Regions from separate parts of the Arachis hypogaea genome. Here region 1 is linked to region 2. The links are chromatin contacts, called in public Hi-C maps. All regions are on one chromosome and are shown on one strand. Each heading gives the region's core, a stretch centred on a gene start, on an enhancer-like site or on the middle of the called end of the contact. The rest is flanking DNA. Distances are from core to core; before and after follow the strand shown. Region 1 holds the start of LOC112702578 (polygalacturonase-like). Region 2 holds the start of LOC112702576 (cytochrome P450 716A67).

Evidence for each region. A called contact is a pair of places that touch in the nucleus more often than the background predicts.
Region 1: a Hi-C map of an unstated tissue shows a contact between it and region 2, with 4 times the contacts expected there. The contact joins the promoter of LOC112702578 here to the promoter of LOC112702576 in region 2. A contact is called at or near these places in 2 of 8 Hi-C or Micro-C datasets (leaf and an unstated tissue).

Annotation. Positions count from the first base shown.
Region 1 is chr7:14,698,287-14,700,986 of arahy.Tifrunner.gnm2.J5K5, forward strand. It overlaps LOC112702578 (polygalacturonase-like), which reads left to right and starts at 1,432. Exons shown (of 4, transcript XM_025753680.3): 1 at 1,432-1,625; 2 at 2,390-2,700. The coding sequence starts at 1,500.
Region 2 is chr7:14,503,702-14,506,401 of arahy.Tifrunner.gnm2.J5K5, forward strand. LOC112702576 (cytochrome P450 716A67) reads right to left here and starts at 1,274. Exons shown (of 5, transcript XM_025753678.3): 1 at 817-1,274. The coding sequence starts at 1,117.

The DNA.
Region 1 (2,700 bases), core at 182-2,681, 190 kb after region 2:
TTAAAAGAAATATTGACAAAAAAAAGTTGAGATAGGAAAGATCTAAAGAGAAAGAAAAAAAGTAAATTTTTTTTATTTTTGTGGAAGAAGTTAAAAAGATTTTAAATGATAAGATCTAAATTAAATCTAATTAACAATGTACTTAATTACCTAAAAAGGAGGAGATCGACTCAACTAAAAATAATTAAATAATATTATTAAATTAAAAGACCAATTAAATTATATTATTAAATTAACTCAACTTATTTTACTTTTTAACAAGTAAACTCATTTGTGTTTGAGTTTTATTCACTCTTATATACGTGTTAAAATCTAATATATTATTTGAGTTTTTTTTTTATATAAAATATTTTATTGAAAAAAAAATGAAATTCTTTTTTAGAATAAAACACAAATATTAGAAATTATTGAAATTATTTATGTGCTATAAAAAGTAGAGTACTTAAGTTGTTGATGATAATATAAAAAATAATTAAAGATTTCTATTTTATTGTGTTGGATTTTTTTATCAAAAAAGAAAAAGTCAAAATTGCGTACATAACCCAAACTAATAATGACTCCCTTTAATTATTATTTTTTACCACTGTTTACATAATTTAATGAGTATCTTTAATAATGGTTTGAGTTGAATTTTATTTTGGATTTTATAAAAAATTATTTTAAAAATAACTTGAGATTAAATGTTAGATTTATTATTCTAATATTTAGTTTCCGTTCATTTTAAATTTTATATAAGATAACAAAATTTAATTAATTTTAAAAAATCCAGAGAACCAACTACATCACGAGCAACTCAAAATTTTCAATTTTAAAATTCAAAAAACTAGGAGTAGTGGATTTTTTTTCTCTTTCTTATAGCATATCTTTTATTTTAAAACTAGTTGGCTCTAGTTAATTTCCTAACGAAACCGATTAATTTTCTACTAAAATAAATCGTTTTAGAATACATGAACTTAAAACTAAATTATATTGTATTGTCTCACATTATACATAAATTAGTATAATTTTTTTGATTAAATTTGTTTAATAAACTATAATAGAAAATATTTTTTTAAATTAAATTAAATGAGTAATCCAATTAATTCATCCAAATCAATCAAACTCTAATTAAATTGAATTTGATAAGAAAACTAAAATGCGTAGATCTAAATTAATTGGAACTAAAGTGATAAGATTCACTCACTATCAACTAAATTATCCTCTAAAACAATAGAAATATATATTTAGTAAATATGACGTTTTCAAATCAACGTTAATAAAATAATTGCTAAAAATAAATTTTCGTACTTAACAACAAACCAACCAATATTTGTGGACAAAATTAATTTGAAAAAAGTCTGTTAACATGATCAACGGCTTTGAAGCTTCACAAAATCATTATATAAGCTTTTCACACAACAGAGTAAGATTCATAGTTATTAGTATATTTCAAATAAAGACTAAAGTCTCCAAAATAAAGAAAAAAACAAAAAACAAAAAAACAAAAAAAATTTAAAAAAATGATGAAGTCTAGCATCACAACATTTATTTTATTCATATTAATGGCTACATCTAGTGGTATTGTTCAATCTGCTGATATTCCTATTTCAAAATTTGGTGGGGTACCTAATTCAGATATAACTCAGGTAAGATCTTTCGTAGACATCATTTAATTTGTCAAGAAACACACACACACATATATATATATATATATATATATATATAGTTTCAACACTTAGAATATACATAATATATTTTTCAAAGATCATGTTTGGTTTAAAAATTATTTTTGATAAAAATGAATGTATGAAAATTATTTTTAAATTGTCAAAAATATTTGATTGGGCGATCTTACAATCGGATTGACGGAATTTTAGTATGTTTGGAATGACCGGAGATATTTACACGAATACAAAATTAAGAATTAAGAGTATAAAATCAGGAGTACATCATAGAAAGGAGAAGTGCAAAAATAGTTGATGAACTGTTTTGCGATTTTTTCTTTTATTTTTCTTGTTGTTCTTTTTTAATTTTTTTGTTTGATTGTTGTTCTTGTTCTACGTTTGGTGTTGAGCTTTCTTGTTTAAAAAATATATATTCATAATTATTTTTCTATTAAGTTAATTACAGATTTTCTTTTGTAGGTATCATATGACTAAAAAATATTCTATCATATCCAAATAAAAATTAGTTTTTTAACTTACTTTTAACACACTCGAACAAAATACAATTCAATTCTTTTTAAAAGTGTTCATCTACAAGTAATTTTCCAAAAAGATAAACCAAACTTTCTCTAACTAATTAATTTCTCATTGTTAAAGATAAACCAAACTTTCTCTAACTAATTAATTTCTCATTGTTACTCATTTTTACTTATTTTCAATTTTTTTAAATAATTATTTTTTTAAAGGCTCTTGCAAATGCTTGGAATGAAGCATGTCAATCAGCAACAGCAAGCAAGATTATGATTCCATCAGGGCAATACAGAATGAAAGCAGTGGCAGTGAAAGGGCCTTGTAAGGCACCAATTGAGTTGTATGTTGATGGCACAATTATAGCTCCACCAAACCCCAAAGACCTTAACAATGAATGGCAATGGGTTAAGTTTGAATATGTTGACTTCCTCACAATATCTGGCTCCGGTGTTTTTGATGGTCAAGGTGCAACCGCTTGGAAACTAAATGATTGTGGAAAGAACCCTAATTGCGCTAGGCTTTCAAT
Region 2 (2,700 bases), core at 24-2,523:
TAAGATAAATCATATGAATGTCTCAATTTAAAACGCGATCTTCGGAATTACAGTTTCACAATAAAAATTATCAGACAATTATTAAGTTGTCAAAAATACCTCCGATTTTTATTAATTTTCTACTTTTGCAATGTTACAATTCTTTAAATCATACCTTTATTATTTAATTGAGCGAATAAAATAGTTATAAGAGGACAATTTTTATTACCATTAAAGATAATTTTATAAATTGTTTTTAAAGTTTTGTAACATTAATACATTTTAATAATTTTGCTTAATCTATGTGAAAAATTAAAAAAAGAGAAATGAAGAAAAAATGGGGAAAATAGCATTTTTCTTTATCAGTGTGATATTCTAATCCTTAAAGTTTAAAGCCTAGTTTCAACTCATATCATCTCAGGCATTGTAAATAATATAGTAAAAAGAATCTAGAACTCCATTCAACAAATATACTAAACAACTAAACCAAAACCAACAAAGAAGGTATTACATTACAGTTATATTCTCTCATACATATTGTAATTGTACAAAGAATTTAGTGAGAGTAAAGATTATTGATCAAGTATGTGCATCAGTGTAACTAAGTATTCTTTAAAATTCAGCTTTTGATTAGTTTTTAGAGAAGAGAGAAAATAAAAAGTAAATAACTTTCTTAATTTTTTGCACAATTATTATTGTAAAAATAGATATTTAAATTAATTAAATAATAATGAATTTTTAAAATACTGATTAAAGACTGAAATTTAAGGATAAATAGCTTTTTTTTCACATATATACTTGAGTATTGTTGCATAATATTGAATTTGAGTGACTAACCGTATTTAGCAACGGTGTGGACAACATAGGGCAAAACTCGAGGAGCAATCTCGTTGGAATGAGGATCCATGGGTTTGGATTTAACTTGTTTAATCATTTTAATCATATCTCTAATGTCTCCAACCAAAGGGCGGTATGAATTTCCCTTAATGCCCTGCTGCCTTAGACGCCTCTCTATGCTCTTTGGTTTCAGCCACACCCACTTGAGTGCACTCCACAACCACCATATCAGTAGTCCCACACCGATCACGGTGCTCATAGTGCCCAAATTCATTGTTGATAATAGTGGCAGCCCCTCCATTATGATCTACTCTAACTCACTCTCACTTAGTTCCACACCATATTATAGATCGGCAAAGATTACTGGAAACCAAATTGCAAATAAAGAAAAGATGGGGAAAAGCGTTTCCCACGAGAGCCACGCAAGTTAGTATTATATTTTGTGAAAACTAGTACGTGCGGACCACGGGGGCAGATTACTCATTTTTATAATCATGTAAAATATTTTAATACAATAACATTTTATTTTTGGAACGGTATGTTTTAGTATTACTGTTAGAGATGGCAATGCCACCTGAACTCGCGGGTACTCGTTCTGTCCCTATCTGCTCGGGGTGGGTAATTACCCGCTCCGTACCGGGGCGGGTTCTTGAGAGAGGCGGAGAGGGATTGGGTTTAGGTAATATCCGTCCCTACCCGTCCCGCTATATATATAATATATATGATTTTAATATATAATATGTATAATATATGTAAAATAATTAGTAAATGATTAATAATATTGTATCATATTTAAATTTTTACTTTAATTTATGTTATGTATGTGATGATAGTTATATAAATTTTGAAATTTAATTTTATTTATTGGATTTTAATAATTATAGGGGCGCACAGGTTAAGGTTCAATATTTTACTATCTGCGGATAGAAACGGGGCGGGTTCTATGCGAGTTGTTGTACAACGAGACGAAATCAGACAAAGCAAAAACATGTCCCTACCCGCCCCGTTGCCACCCTAATTACTGTATTAGTAATAAAATGTTTAAATGAAAACAGGAAAAATTAACAACATAAATATAATAAGACTATATGAGTGTCCTCTTGGAATAATTTATAATAAGTTCTTCCGAATGATTTTTGAGTAGTAATAACAAAATATTATCATTTTCTTCTCAAGAAATCTTTTAATATTTACATTGCATATTGTCTATAGAAGGCACCCAAAAAAAATACATATTGTCTATAAAAATTGAGGTAGAAATTTGGTGCAGTCGACTTTACGTGAAGTTGATATCTGAGAGCCGTTAGATAATTTAATTGATTTGACTAAATTTTAATCTAACGACTCTTAGATATCAACTTCACGTAAAATCGACTTCACCTGAGTTCACCATAAATTAAATAGGTGTTTATAAATTATAATATTATTCGTTTATAAAAAAGGCATGACAACATACGTTTTCCATATTATTACAACACATCTTAATCTATTAATGCGTTGTTGTAAAGAATTACTTTATTTTCAATATTTCTAAAATTATTTATCTTTTAAATTGTATGTTATGACTTATGACCCCTGTAGATCCCGGATTATTTCGAAAATCATATTATTTTATCTTTTAAAATTCACTTGACGACTCCTCCAATGCAGTGATTGTATGTCTAGAGTCTAGTCCTTCAGGTTTTAGAAAGTTTTTATTTTCTCTATTTTTTAAAACACCTTACCTTATTTTTTTAAATTTATTTTATGACTAGTATAATAACTGCACGCAGCTGTAGAAAGCATGTTTGGTTTTCTATACTTCTAAGAAATCTTATTATATGGTTTATTAATAAAAACCTTACTCTATTTCTTAACATTTATTTTATTTCATGTACTAACTTC